Regions from separate parts of the Sus scrofa genome. Here region 2 is linked to region 1. A link is a contact called in public promoter capture Hi-C data. All regions are on one chromosome and are shown on one strand. Each heading gives the region's core, a stretch centred on a gene start, on an enhancer-like site or on the middle of the called end of the contact. The rest is flanking DNA. Distances are from core to core; before and after follow the strand shown. Region 1 holds the start of DEF8 (differentially expressed in FDCP 8 homolog). Region 2 holds the start of SPATA33 (spermatogenesis-associated protein 33).

Evidence for each region. Promoter capture Hi-C pulls out the DNA fragments that hold promoters and counts their contacts.
Region 2: a promoter capture Hi-C map of fetal liver shows a contact between it and region 1, with 2.5 times the contacts expected there. The contact joins the promoter of SPATA33 here to the promoter of DEF8 in region 1. A contact is called at or near these places in 2 of 5 promoter capture datasets (fetal liver and liver) and 1 of 2 datasets of contacts at active chromatin or transcription factors (alveolar macrophages).

Annotation. Positions count from the first base shown.
Region 1 is chr6:159,243-162,624 of Sscrofa11.1, forward strand. It overlaps DEF8 (differentially expressed in FDCP 8 homolog), which reads right to left and starts at 1,694. Exons shown (of 12, transcript XM_021097025.1): 1 at 1,612-1,694.
Region 2 is chr6:350,285-353,666 of Sscrofa11.1, forward strand. SPATA33 (spermatogenesis-associated protein 33) reads right to left here and starts at 1,703. Exons shown (of 3, transcript XM_013994369.2): 1 at 1,338-1,703; 2 at 816-980. The coding sequence starts at 1,698. It overlaps CHMP1A (charged multivesicular body protein 1A), which reads left to right and starts at 1,594. Exons shown (of 7, transcript NM_001243360.1): 1 at 1,594-1,703. The coding sequence starts at 1,697.

The sequences.
Region 1 (3,382 bases), core at 444-2,943:
CTCATGTTCGAATGGGGAAAATAAGTCCTCACCGCACAGGGTTACAGATTAAATTCGTCAGTACAAAGTTCTCAGTACCTTGGCCAAAAATAAATACCAGCTGCCATCTGCTGTTATCAACGTCAATATTAAGAATCAGACTGGCCTGATTCAATGCTGTCTCTTGCCATAAATAAGGGAAAACACACTGCCTCCCGCCCGGAGTGGGGGCAGAACTAAAAGGACTGGCATATGTGGCAGTGAAGCCCAAAACCCAAAGTCGCTGTAGAGGAAACTGTGTCTGACACCATGTGACGAGCAGCCCGACCCCAGGAGACTGAGGTGGGGGGCGGGGGGGGTTCCCCTGAGAAACCTCCCAGCATTTTAAAATATGGCCAGGGGAGTTCCCTGGTGGCCTCATGGTTAGGACCCAGCCCTCTCCCTGAAAGTTCAATCCTGGTCTGGGAACTGAGAGCCCACATCAAAAAAAGCTACCACTGCAGGCCATAGCCAACATTTTTTTAAATTAAATTAAAAATACATAAATGGCCAGAGAAGCTCTGAGAAGGAATACCTCCCCACTCCCGGCAGGGCTCCTGGGGCTCCAGTTCCTTCAGGAAAAGCAGCTTTCATTAACCTCGCCACGGGCAGTCAGCAGGGATGTGGAGGCCGAGGAGGGCAGAGAAGTGGGGTTGCCCATCTCTCCCAGCCTGCTTCCCCCCTGCCAAAGTGCACAGTCCAGGGCAGAAGGAGGCCACTGACACATGGGCCCAGCAATGAGGGCGTGGGGGCTGCCTCTGCAGGAAGCACCACCACCCTCACCACCCCACCAGGCACGCCCCACAACAAGCCCTGCACCCGGAATTCAGGCCGGGTCTCCCAGGGGCAGGCAGGAAGGTGGACACTCAGAGGAAAGGACACCAGTCCTCGGCCCCCTCCAGAGACCGCCTCTCTGGGGGTGTGGACTCCACTGACTTTGCTTTAAAGGAAACCTCAGAATGAAGCCCAGGGCTCTGGGGCACCTGCATCAGCCTCCCACACCCAGGCGCCGGGCTCCAAGAGGTCCTGTCATCACCCCTGCTGCCACCAGGGGCTCCCGGGCTCCTACCTGCTCACACCTGGAAGGAGGCCCACCGGGACCGCTCCGGGCGCAGGGCCTGTGTTACTGTCCCTTTAAGGAGCCTGAGTCACCGAAGCCTTGCGCCACCTCCTCGAGGAGGACAGCCCCACCCTTCCCCCACAACAACAACACACACGCCCAGGACCCTGCGCCCCCCGCCCATTTCACAGACTGGCCCGGCCCCCAGCACAGGGTGGCCCTGTCTCGGGGACCCCCCCACGCCCCGGGCCTCACAGATCCTACGACAACGCGTGTCGACAGCCGGAAGCAGTGACAGTGTCACCTGGGGTGGCCGCGTCCACCAAACCCCGCCGGAGCAGGGTGGAGACAGCTGAGGTCACCAGCCCCCTGTGCCACCCGGGGAGGGGCCTGGCGGCCCAGAGTCCCGCTGTGCGCTCCGGCGGGGCCTCGGCGGGTCCCGGGGCCCCGGCGTCCGCGCGGGAGAGCCCCCCCGCCCCGGGCTCCAGGCCGGCGCCCCGGGCCCCGGCCCGCGCCTCCCGCCCCGCGCTCACCTGACCGCCGCCGCCACCGCCCCCGCTACATGGTGGCCGCGCCCTCGCTGCGCTGCAGCCGCCGCCGCCCGCTGCTGCCGCCTGCGGCCCGGAGGCGCACGGCAGCCGGAGGCCGCACCCCCAGCCGACGCGGAGGCCGCACGTCCCACTCCGGGAACTGGGCCCGCGGGGTCCCGCTGTTCAGGACCGGGGGCAAGAGGAAGTCCCCTTGGGGCTCGGCGGGCTAGGAACCCGACGCGGGCCCATGACGATGCAGACTCGACCCCTGGCCGGGGAAGCTGCATGCGCTGCACGTGCAGGCCCAGAAAGCAAAAAAATAGATGGTGTGAAATAAAATTCCTACGTCATGGCAAGACAAGAAAAATTTCAACAGCCGCTCTGCCCTTGGGCCTCTCGCCCCTCGCTGTGCCCGGAGGACCTGCATTTCTGCACCCCCCCGCCCCCCCGCCCCGCCCACATGGCAGGAATGCCTGTTCAGCCACCAACAGCCACGTTTTCCCAGCTCCAGCATCAGGAGCTCAGATCTGGATTGTGCCAAGTGTCAGTAATACGTCATTTGATGTCCAGCCCTCTGTCGTAAAAAACTGCCATAACCGATTGACTTCTAATGGGCAGAACTGTCCTCAGAGCTTTCTAGATGCTCTTCCCAGGTCATAATTCTCAAATGTGGCTCGAATAAAGTTTCCAGCTTTTTGGAATTCCCATCGTGGCTCAGTGGAAACGAATCCGACTAGTATCCATGAGGTTGCAGGTTCTATCCCTGGCCTCGCTCAGTGGGTTAAGGATCTGGCGTTGCCGTGAGCTGTGGTGTAGGTCGCAGACTCGGCTCGGATCCCGAGTTGCTGTGGCTGGGGTGTAGGCTGCCGGCTGCAGCTCCAATTCAACCCCTAGCCTGGGAACCTCCATATGCCAAGAGTGAGGCCCTAAAAAAAAAAAAAAAAAAAAAAATTCAACTTCTTTCTCACATCTCCTGATTAATTTTTTATTCACAATGGTAAAGAAGGGGACTGCATTTTCTAGATTTTTCCTTAATCACAAAAGTCCTAATTTAAATCAAAAGCAAACGTTCTTTTTAAAAAAGCTGGTATTTAGGAGTTCCCCTGTGGCTCAGCAGGGTAAGGATCCTGTGGCGGTCACTGCTGTGGCTCCGGTTACAGCTGTGGCACAGGTTCAGTCCCTGGCCCGGGAACTCCCACATGCCGTGGGCACGGCTAGAAACAAAATTGGCATTTAATCTTCTTTTAAACCCTGGGAGCTGAGGGAAAAAGGAAGAGGGGACCTCTGTGCAGTCAGCTTCCAGCTACCTGACCCCGTGTGGCCTTCGCAGCTCGCGAGGGGAGAAGGTGCTCCAATTCTTCCCTCTCACTGAGGACACCGGAGGCCCAGCGGGGCTGCTCAGCAGCGGTGCAGGAGTTGAGGAAGCCCCGTCTGTCTTCACCACCCTCCACCACCCCCACATCAGAAACGAAAGGCTGGAGTTCCCATCATGGCTCGGTGGTTAACGAATCCAACTAGGAAACGTGAGGTTGCAGGTTCAATCCCTGATCTCGCTCAATGGGTTAAGGATCCGGCGTTGCCGTGAGCTGTGGTGTAGGTGGCAGACGTGGCTTGGCTCCTGCATTGCTGTGGCTGTGGCGTAGGCCGGCGGCTGCAGCTCCGATTCCTCCCCTAGCCTGGGAACCTCCATATGCCACGGGAGCGGCCCTAGAAAAGGCAAAAAGACAACAACAACAAAAAGAAACCAAAGGCTGCAGCAAGAGTTTTGTTTGCT
Region 2 (3,382 bases), core at 453-2,952, 190 kb after region 1:
CCGTGAGCTGTGGTGCAGGTTGCAGACGCGGCTCGGATCCCGTGTTGCTGTGGCTGTGGTGGAGGCCGGTGGCTATGGCTCCGATTCGACCCCTAGCCTGGGAAACCTCCACATGCCGCAGGGCGGCCCAAGAAATAGCAAAGAGAAAAAAAAAAAAAAAAAAGAATAACTCTATCCACCGGCATCACTCTTTTCCCAGCAACGTCCTTTCCTCCGTGACCCTGGCCCAGGCAGAGAGCGCCCACACCCCTTCTCACCCAGGGCTGTGCTCCATGGAGCGGCCTTCCCGCTGTGTTCCAGCCTGTGGGATGCAGGAGGGGTGACCGTGGGGCCACAGGCGTCCCACCCTCTGGATGAAGGCAGACCTGCATGGCACACAGTGAGGCTCTTTTTTTTTTTTTTTCTTTTTTGGCCGCCCTGAATGTGGGGTTCCCAGGCCAGGAATCAGATCTGGGCTGTAGTTGTGACCTAGCCGCAGCTGAAGCCACACCGGACCCTTAGCCCACTGTGCCAGGCCAGGGATTGAACCTGTGTCCTGGTCCTGCATAAGCGTCACTGATTCCTTTTCAGCACAGCAGGAACTCCTGGCCAGGCCCTCCTGACTGGGGAGGGCACCCGTCACTCGGGAGCGCACCTAAACCTTTCTCGAACTGACACCTTCCATCTAGGATTCGGGATGTCCACCTCCTGGATCCAGGACCTCAAAACCCTTCTGTCATGAGGACCCGCCCCCTGACTCCAGCATCCCTTCACTCAGACCCATCTCCAAACTCCTTGAGTCACAAACCTCCTGTCCCTTCCTGGGCGTGTCCTACCTTGGACTTCAGACACAGGCCATTCCTGCTCAGCTGCCTCTTTCTCCTGCTGTGGGCTCTCCAAAGGCTCAGTGTCTGGAGGCCTCTCAGGCTCTGGGGAGGGCCTGTCCATCAGCCTTTCCTTAGCCTTGGGGATTGAATAGATGTGTCTCTCCGGCTCCTCACCTGAAATAGACGGATCTTAATTAGACCTATATTTTCCTGAGTCCAGGGCAACGCGGCCCATCCTTCCTCAGTTTCCTGCTTTGGTCCAGAATGAAATAAGATAGCCTGAAAGACATGGGTCACTCCGCTTCCCTACACGTGTATACTTCCCCGAAGCCTGTCAGGTCGTCAGGGAGGACCCGGGGCAGGAGGACCTGCGCGGGTGGGGCCGCGACGAGGGACGGCGGGCGGGCGGCCCTTCACCTTCGCTTTCCCAGGTTTGTGTTTGTTTTTTTTGGGGGGGAGGGTTGCTTGTTTTTTGGCCGCCCCCGCGGCATATCAGATCCCGGACCCACTCTGCCGGGCCGGGGACCGGACCTGCGGCCCTGCGCGCTAGAGACGCCACCGACCCCGTTGCGCCACAGCAGGGACTCCTGTGTTTGCTTCCGCAAAGTCCCATAGGTGAGCCGGCCACCCGCGCCGGCTGAGCCCCTCGGCGGCGCTCAGCCGGCTGACTCACAGTGGCCCCGCGGCGGCGGCGCGGGCCCGGTGGTCTCCATGGCAACGCCGCGGCCCTCGGGAGGGGCCGCGCTCTCGCGAGAGGGCCCGGCCGCCGGAAGGGGAGGCGACCCGGAAGTGCCCGCCCGGCCGCCAGCCTGCGCCGGTTGGCTCCTTCGACGCCGCTGGGAGATTCCCGTCCCGCCGCTCCCGCCAGGCCTGCCGCTGCCGGACCCGCCATGGACGGTAAGGGGCCGCCTCGCTCCAGGGGCGTGCGGGGCGGGGCCGCCTCTCCCGCGGGCGAGGCTCAGGCGGGCGCCCGTGGCCTCGATCCCAGGCCTGGTCCCGCTCCCCGACGGCGGACGCCGGCGGCTCCTCCCGGGACCGCGATCCCCGACCGTGGATCCCGGGGCCTCGACTCAGGACTTCAACCCCAGACCCCGATCCCCACCCTGGAGCCCGGAGCCTCCACCGGGGACCCCGATCCCTGACCCCCTCCTCGGCGGCCGGCTGCCCCTGCCCCTCCTATCTCCCCCATCCCCCAATCCAAGGCCCTGGCGGGGGACATCGGCCCTTGGGGGCCCTGAGATGCCGGCCAGAGCGCCGCGGAAAAGGAGACAGTTGCACCTCTGCCCCCAGAACACCGGGAAGGGAAATAGGAAGAGCTCAGGACGGAAGCAGTCGTCATGAGCCAGGCAAAACATCTCTTGATGGGAACTGTACACTCCCATTCTGCAGATGGGAAAACGGGTTGAGACAGTGTCCGTGCAGGCACAGACTCCGGGCAGCCTGGCGCCCTCCTACCTCCCTCCACTGCCCGCAGCACCACCTCAGGACCCTCTGCCCTGCTCTGTTCAAGAAACAGGAAGAATCAGTGACAGTGAGGGTACCTACCTTTCTCGAAGGTTTAAGGGCTGGTGTGATAGAGGTTGTGAAATGTCCCGCCCCGGCCCAGCGCACATACACACAGGCGTTGTGTTTTCCCCGTAACTCTTTTCTCCGGGTCCGATTTTGCCCTTCAGACTCTTTCCCTCCCGCTCAAGTCCGGGCCACACCCAGTCCAGCCTTGCTCTCCCTGCTGTCTGTACATGGCCTGCCACCTGTGCTCAGGGGGCACAGATGGCTCTGGCCTTGACCGGACTTGCACGGATGGGTGATGGGTGCCCAAACAGACCTGAAACTCCCCTGAGCTCTCAGCTGGCACACCTGACGTGCCTTTCTGGTTCCAGATTCCGGCTAGAGGATTTTCGTTCTTCATTCTGGGTTAGTGTGGTAAACCCTTTCAGGAATTAGTCTCCAAATTTAGAACAGGATTTTTTTTTTTTTTTTTTTTTTTTTTTTGGTCTTTTTAAAGGCTGTACCCGGGCCATATGGAGGTTCCCAGGCTAGGGGTCCAGTCGAAGCTGCGGCTGCCAGCCTACACCACAGCCACAGCCACTGCAATGAAGAATCTGAGCTGTGTCTGCGACCTACACCACAGCCCACAGCAGCTCCGGATCCTTAACCCACTGAGCAAGGCCAGGGATCAAACCCACAACCTCGTGGATCCTAGTTGGGTTCTTTAGCCACTGAGCCACGGCAGGAACTCCCCATCCTGCTGTTTTGATCCATTTGCTTTTGGGAAGAAAAGAATATATAAAAAATAAACTGTTGGGAGTTTCCATCATGGTGCGGCGGAAATGAATCTGACTAGGAACCATGAGGTTGTGGGTTCGATCCCTGGCCTCACTCAGTGGGTTGAGGATCCAACTTTGCAATGAGCTGTGGTGTAGGTCACAGACACAGCTCGGATACCGAGTGGCTGTGGCTGTGGTGTAGGCCGGCGGCGGCTACAGCTCCGATTCGACCCCTGGCCTGGGAACCTCCCTATGCCGCGAGTGTGGCCCTAAAAAACAAAAAAGCAAAAAACAAAAAGAAGAAAATAG